Linked DNA regions of Anas platyrhynchos: region 2 is linked to region 1. The links are chromatin contacts, called in public Hi-C maps. All regions are on one chromosome and are shown on one strand. Each heading gives the region's core, a stretch centred on a gene start, on an enhancer-like site or on the middle of the called end of the contact. The rest is flanking DNA. Distances are from core to core; before and after follow the strand shown.

Evidence for each region. Hi-C and Micro-C count contacts between places; a contact is called where the count stands out from the background.
Region 2: a Hi-C map of subcutaneous adipose tissue shows a contact between it and region 1, with 2.6 times the contacts expected there. The contact joins two enhancer-like sites. A contact is called at or near these places in 2 of 8 Hi-C or Micro-C datasets (skeletal muscle and subcutaneous adipose tissue).

Annotation. Positions count from the first base shown.
Region 1 is chr5:37,549,970-37,554,001 of IASCAAS_PekinDuck_T2T, reverse strand. The region is part of intron 11 of RAD51B (RAD51 paralog B); the gene reads left to right. Among named protein-coding and RNA genes, the nearest start is that of ZFP36L1, 150 kb to the right of the region's middle. Within about 2 kb of position 2,156, at least 5 of the 8 cell types and tissues checked have an H3K27ac peak or open chromatin away from gene starts, as enhancers often do. A contact at or near this core is called in subcutaneous adipose tissue, where this site is marked.
Region 2 is chr5:37,685,602-37,689,579 of IASCAAS_PekinDuck_T2T, reverse strand. All of the region lies in intron 8 of RAD51B (RAD51 paralog B), which reads left to right. Among named protein-coding and RNA genes, the nearest start is that of TMEM229B, 180 kb to the left of the region's middle. Within about 2 kb of position 1,774, at least 2 of the 8 cell types and tissues checked have an H3K27ac peak or open chromatin away from gene starts, as enhancers often do. A contact at or near this core is called in subcutaneous adipose tissue, where this site is marked.

The DNA of each region.
Region 1 (4,032 bases), core at 907-3,406:
AACAGCCTACAAAGAGAGGTTCAGCTCTTAAAAATCTCGATGTCTGTAGCAGAAAATCATGACAAAAATGCCCGCAGCAGGCTGTGTAATGCACATACACACCAAAAAGAAAAAAAAAAAAGACACAGTTAATCTGAGAGTGCTTTTTCTACGTGTTGTGTGTTTGACTCCATTTTGTACAACTGCAGTGGTGCTGGGTCCTGGGATAGGTCAAAAATCTGCTTGGAAAAGTGGCAGAGAGGAAAAAAAAGTGGCTGAATGTTGCCTTTGCCTTTGGTTTAATGACAGTTTGGTGCTTGATTAGAGTTGGCCTAAGTAGTGTTTGCTGCCTGGTGCATGCCACCAAGGAGCTCTCCTGCTGGGTGAGGCCTAGCAGGTGCAGACGTTTGACTGGGGCCTCATAAGGCCATGGTCAGGTTTCACTACTGCTGATCTCACAACTTATGGTCACCAGCAGTTGGCCAACTGAAAGCCAACTTCTGTGTTAGTTCTGCTGCTCATCTAACCCCACAGGACATCGACTAAAGGAAGTTACAAATCTGTACGGAGCTGCACTTTGTGGTTGGTTGACTACATCTACAAATTCTCCTGCACTTGTCATACTGAGAAGTCCTCTCTCTGGGTTTCAGGCAGTCTACTAACATCTACAGGAACTTTCTTTTCTTCTCTACTCAGCCATCTATTTTCACTCAATTTCTGTGACCTCACAGATGTTTGAGGACCCCTGCTATTTTCCAGACTTGGCTGAAAGCAATCAATGGCTGAAAAGGTTATATAGACTGGGATACAGAATGTGATTGCAAAAGCGTTGTCTGTGTAGAAAACCAGACTACAAAAGAACATGATAAACAGCATTAGGAGGAAGGTGACACAGCTGTATTGTTTGACTCTGCTGACTGCAAACATGATTTTAACATTTCTTCTTTCAAGCAGTGCCTAGAAGTCCTACTTGCTTCTATTCAACAGGATGTTGCAACTTGAACCTGTTTGTTTTAGTTGAGCTGACAAAAGACTAGACTTATAAATGGAGATCTAACTCTTGTTATCTTAGTACCAGTACATGCAGAAGAGCTCATAAGGACCTGTTAAACTGATTCTGGCCATTAGAAATGTTATATACGTCCCTGGTTCCATAGCTGACAGTGCCCCATGGGACATAGGGCATTATTTTTGGATAGCTAGCTAAAGGCATCTTCGTCTTATTTACTGCTGTTTCCTCTGGCATGACTCCATTGATATATAATTGGAAGAACAACGAAGAATTGAGCTGCTGAGCCTGCTTTTTCTGACAGCCAGAGTACCTACAGAACTTTGTGCTGTTGTTGGTTGTTTGGTAATAGCATCTGTGACCCCTATTCAGTATCCAGAGCCCCACAATGTAAGGCACTGCTTACACACAAAGAATAGAAAGATATCCCATGCTCTTTCTGACTTCAAATGTGGTTTATGGTTCATCCAGTAACTAAGTATGTCAAACAACACCAAAACTCATGGCCAACAAAATCATAAACTATTCGAAAACAAACTCAGCTTAAAGAGACCACATGAATCACCGTGTAAATGTTGTTCAGTTGTACACTGGAAACATTTCTGACTTCTGATTGGCATGTTGATAAATTCCTACAACCAACATCATGTGACAAATGGGCTAACCCAATATCCAGTGTTTCCTAAGTGGTCATAAATGGGATCACACTTCTTTATGAGCTCTCAGAAAGGGAAAATAGATTTTAAATTGCAGTATTGGCAAATAGAAAGGGCAGAAGGGGAAAACCAAGAACATCTCTAGTTGCAATAAGTGCCCAAAACCATAGAATGAATACCAGTGCTTTATAAAAGACTGCTGCAAACAATTTGAGCTGCCCATTTTTCTTACAGAATTTTCTAGCCATAAGCCATTCACTGTAGTTGAACAGTGACCACCAGTCCTTGCCAGCCAAAGAGAAAAAGGGGGAAAAAAAACTTTGTGCTTAAGTTGTTGTGGTCCTTTTTGGGCTTGCAGGAGTTTTGCAAATCAGGGTTCACAATCATTCAGTCATTCATTCTGTATTCAGCAGTGTCCTTGACCATACCCCCTGCCAGTAACAGGACCTTTAAGTCCAAGAGAGAAGAGAAACAACTTTTTTTTTTTTTTTAAACCAACTAGCAGAGGATGTGCTGAGCCAAAATAGAAATAGCAAGGTCAGGTCAGGGCAAGGCCCTGCATTTCATTAGCCAGGCCTGGCTAGGAGTGATTAAATATGTACAAGAGGCTTTGAATAGATCCAGGCAGGGAGGATGACATTGTGGAATACAGAAAAATCATTCTTTGGTGCTGTCAACTGACTAAATACAGGATGGTACTTAATTAGAGAGATAAAAGGAATTTATTTTAATTATTTTAATTTTGCAGAAGAGAGAGATTTTATTTTATTTTTCTGCTGAGTGTTTTGTAAAAAGGGGGAGAAGAGGATCTGGTCAAAAAGCCTGGCTTAACAGAATCCAGACAGCCTCGAGGTACATGTTGACCTAGCCTGCAGTTCTCATGAATGCAACTTGATCGAGACCCAGTAAAAAGAACAAAATTACACTGGCAATGGAATCAAGGCCCTGTTACATTTTGGAGGTGCTCTGGGTAGAAACTGATGACCTTCTGAGCACATCAGACTGCCTGTTTCATTAGACATGTTAGAGAGAATTTGAAAAGAATGGAGCTTTGAAGCAGAATAAAGTACTGTGTCAAGTGGTGCTTCGGCTGCCCAGCTTGAATTTGCTATTGGGATTGCCTGACTTAACTGACGTTTTATAGCTGTATTGTAATTCTTGTATGACAATTGCATTGTTGCATAGGCACCTAGGCACTGAATGCACACTGTTTGCAGTCCTTTTCCATAGAAACTAGCTGCCCAGCTGGTAGAAATGACAATGCATTTACATTTGTCCAGAGCACTAACAATAATGTCTTTGCAGAACTTCCAAGGGCTCTTTTCTTAAACCAGCTGTAGGAATTTGGATCTCAACTTTATACCTCTTCTGGGAGATGATTGCTCCAAATGTCATGGCACTCTTTCCTCTTGTGTTGGACAGTCGGCTCAAAACCAGCTAGGAATTTCTGTATGCTCACTTTTGCATGAATCTAACTTAAAACCCATGAAAGACTAGATGCAGTTATATTTAAGGAATTTCTTTGTCTGGACACCAGTGTATTCACAGACTGGTATAAAGATAATTGTATTTGAATCAGTATTTGTACACTGGTTCTCATTAGCTAAATACTGCATTTTTCCTCCTGGTCTGGTGTATCTTAACTACATAGGAATTATTTTCCTGGTCACTGCCAGATCTTCATTGCCCTGTTATAGTAAATAAAGCTTATAAAAAATCTTTTGGCCTTCTGAAACTTTAGACAGTGGAGCTGACATTATTGGTTTGATTTATATGTTTTCTTGCTTAGATGTCAGATTGACAGCCCTGGGAACAGAAATACTCAGATATTGCCCAAACACGCAGCATACTGCAAACTTTGCCAACCTTTCACAGCGATAGTATCTTGATCCTTGAGCGTGAGAGCATATCTAAGCCTTCAGAGGGCATTCAGTGCTGAACCCGATAGGGCCTAAGAAGTACTTTTTGTTAGATCTCATCATGATTCACGAAGGTAAACAATGACCGTGAGGTTCTTTTGTATAAAGCAATTGAACAGCCAGCCTGCCAGCAATAGCTTGGAGTTGGAATTAATGAGAGCTACATTTCAAGCTATGGTAACTTTATCCTAAATGATTGCAGATCCTATTTTCAATCCCATGAATGAACACTTGCCCCTGGTTGTTATATCTAGGCTAGTTGTTCCACTACCAGTAATGATCGTTGGTTGTGGGCCTGGAAGTTTAGGTTGCACATTCTTGGGGATTTCTAAACTAGCACTAGTGTAAATTTAGTCTCTGAGGCTTGGGTAGAAGCAGTATTTGTCAATATATGGTTGCTGAATCAACATTGCTGTTACCATGTACCCATCACAGCAAGTTCTAACTGCTGACTGATTGTGAAACTTCT
Region 2 (3,978 bases), core at 525-3,024, 140 kb before region 1:
GCTGTAAAGAGGGAGACTGCACCGGGTGTAGGAGTCTGTATTTTGAATCTGTGTAAGATGATGAGCCTTGGCAATTTCAAATGCAATTGTAAAGAGATTTGCTGAATAAACAGCACAACTGTAATTCAGTTTAACCCATGTGAAGGACACAAGGAAGAAGTAAAGAAAGATGGGGCAAGGAAAAGGCTTTGTTTTCCTAAGTTTAAATCAGGAGTCTAATCTTATCAGTGACTGTTTACTTCGCTCAGCCAAAACACAATAAACTATAATCATTCCGATCGCTGCTTATTGCCAGGTGACGGGGACACAGAAATTGCTATCACCTAGTTGCCCTTTCATATTCATGTGATGGGAGTTGGAGATCTTGGACCTTACTAGCTTGGTGAAAGTTGCAAACGCCGTCGTTTACTCAGCACTTGAAGACATGATGTTTGCGGACAATGAACTCAGCCAGAGGTAGTTTGGCAGCCCTGTGATAAGGGAGCATGGAAAAGATTATTTTGCCCTGTCCCTTCAATAATTAATCTCTGTACTGAAGCTCTCATTGTTTAAAGCTATAGCAATAGCAGCATTTGGAAACAATACATTTTGTTTAAAACTAGACAGACTGCCATGGGATAAGGTGTGTGTATGCGTACGTAAATGTTTTCAACATTCAAATGCGTATTGCAAAATAGATAAATACACAACAGATAAATGAAGGGGGTTTTAAGTAAGAACTCTCACTACTGCAAACATATTACTGTAGCAAAGGAGACCTTTCTTTTTTAATTAAGGGACAGCAAATACTTTCCAGCTGTATTTACTTGTGCCTGTGTTTTGCTTTGTTTCACCCACGTTTTCCCAGTAGAGTGAGTAGCTGAATGTCAGCCCTCAGAACCGTTGACTTTGTTCACCTCTTTCTCTTCCCTTTAAATAACACAATGCTCCACAGCATCGTAGCTGTTTAAGATACAGAAACTTTAAAATCTACCAACTCTTCAGTGCCAGGCTTCTTTCAAAGCATTAATGCTTTAAAATTAGTATCCTACTGCTATATGATTTGCATGGATGAGCAACTAGAATGGCAACTAGCATCCTTGCTTTCTGTTATTGTCCAAGCTGGGCCTTACTTCACCTCCAGAAGGTGTGGGAGTGAGGTAGCAGCAGCTTCCTTTGTTTTATTTCTTGTAAGCTAGGCAATGGAGGCTGGTGCAAGGCCCCTCTTTACTGCAGAAAAAGTCTTCCTCGTTTATTGTAATTACATGCTGTTTTCCTCCACACCAGGTCAGTAGTTCAGGTAGACATGGGTTTGCTTTGCTTCCACTTTGAACCTGAGCAGAGGCACTGTGTGGTAGCTTGGTCCTGGCATGGTGCTGATGCAGTTTCCCTTCTGCCTGGACCACAGCAAGGCTGTTTGCCTGCCAAAGGTCATAAAACTGTACCTGTAGGTCTCTCAGACTGCATGTAGTATCAAAGACCGATAGTCCTTCTGTCTGTCTGTCTATTGCTATCATCGCAACACTGAGAGAGAAATAACAAAGCATCCTAGTACTGTTGGCCTGTGGAAAGCCCCAACTTTCCAAACGCAACCCTTGCTTCACAGCAGTTTTACTTAGAGCAGTTTTCTCACAGCCTTTAAACCTCTTCATGTTGATTAATCATTTTCATGTCCTGACTCATTCAATCTTAAGGAAATAGCTTCAGGTTCTGGCTGCGTTGGGCTGTAGATCAGGCAGGCTGGATAATAAATAGGCTTGTTGTTGATGTGTAGAGGGAGGGAAGCACTGCCAGGAGTGTCTAAGCATGCCGTGCTGAGATGTTGGCAGACTGTTGCCAGGGGCTGCTGTGGATCAGCCATGTATTCAAAACAGGATGTTAATTGAAAAGCCTTTTTATATGTATTATGAAATGTTTGTTTGTTTTCACATTTTTCAGGCCCTGCAAGATGTATTCATTATTAGGTTACTCCATTTACTCTTACTTTAATGACTCCACTTAAAGAAAGGTGCATAATGCGCAAGTTACATAGCTACATCACCTCAGGCTGTGATTTTTGTCACAATTCACGAGGTAAGTAAGGTTGAGGCTGGTCAGTAAATGGATCGGCAACCCCCCTAATCCGATGGTTGTGTGTGTGGGTAACACCACATGCTTCGGCAGCAGTTGTTGGCAGTTTGGTTATAGACATGCTTCCCTCTGAGTCAGTGTCTCCCAGGGTAAAAGATTACTGCTGGAAAGGGCACGTGATATCAACGAGATGCAAAACCAGGATTTCAACATCTTATACTCTCTAAAGCACTCATTTTTTTTCTTCCTCTCTCTCTTTTTTTTTTTTTTTTTTTTTAAATATCTGTGTGTTCCAGGTAAGTTCCAAAAGAATGCCTTCATTTTCTTTTGTGAAATTTGACTTGGCAGAAGGATTTTTGCATTCCCATTCATACACGTAGTTACTGCATTGTATTGTACATTCTACTTAAAAACACATTCTTAGTGACAGTGATGCATGCAATTCACTGGGGGAATGAATTTCTTGACAGTATGTGGTAGGATACAGCAGAATGTAATTTATCAGTATATGAAAAATTATGCAATAGATTTGATATATATATATTCTCTATATATTTTCAAATGCACTGTGTGTTAGCATTTCTGATACTCCCATCTCCATGAAGATCTCTTAGTTTATTCATTCTCATATATATACATAAAAGATCTTAAGAGAAGAGTGTTTTTTTTTCTGGACTTAGAAGGTGGTAGCTCCAGTATGGCCAAATCATAAAGAAAGTGGGGAAATGGCGATTTTTCTTCCTAGTGTGTTACAGAATATTTTACTGGACTATGAAATGGACAGTTGGTTTGGATTTCCTTTTTTCTTGCTTCTGGTGATCTCTTAACAGACAGTTGAAACGAGTACCGTGTCAAAGGTGACTTTGTTCTTACCTTATAGGAAGGAGTCTGTCTTGTAACTTTTGCCACTATCAAATCCAAGATAGTTAATATTGTAAATCACTGGGGCAGTCCAGCAATGATACAGCTCCGAGATATCACCTGCTTGACCTCTCATTTAATGCCCCATCTGGGTGTGTTTCCTTCAAAAAACCGAAGTCCCAAATGTGATCAAATACAGGTCACAGAACAAATTATCAAATGCTAGGGTGTGGCCTTGGTAGTGCACTTTGCTTCATAGATGATCTAGTTTCAGAGCAAAAGTGCCTTATTATCCCCTTTATTGAAAGGGACAAGAATTATGAGACCAGGACACTGCAAGGAAAAACATTCTTTATGGGAATTCCTATGGGAAAATACCCTATGGGTGGAGAGAAAAAAAAAAAAACTCAGCACATCAGAATGCAACAATACAGGCTGGAAGAAGTGCTAGTTGGCTTCCATCTATTACACAGACAGGGAAATTAGCTTACCGTAAAAACTAAAATATCTGCATAAATTCTTAATGTAACAACTGCATTTACATACGCAGCAAAAGATAACAAAATTCAGAAGCAGAAAAAATATTGAGTTTGTACAGGATGACCTTCCATTTTTGGTACAGAAAACACAACTCTCTGAAACCAGATCTACTAAAAACATCTTTTTCTAAATTTGATTTTTATGGATATATGCACTTTTTTGCAGGTTTATTTAGTATTGATTGCAAGGGAAGGTGGCCAATATCTGTACTGGGATCTAGCTCTGCCACAGTTTTTCTTTGCCTTTCTTTGAATGACTGTTGCTATTTTGCTTCAAAATATAGGGGTAATAATACTTAACATGTAGAAATTATTTGATGCAGATAGGGGTAAAAGTGGATAGGTACATATAAAAGCATTGAGATCTAATTAAAATCTCATTGCTGTGGTATGCAAATTAGAATAATATATTGAAACAAAAAGCAGTAATTAATATTGCAGGTCTGCTCGCTGGGCTCAGTAACGAGACCAATTTAAAGAAATCAGTCAGAAAAATATGAAGGAGCTCCCCAGCCAACAAATCCTTCCC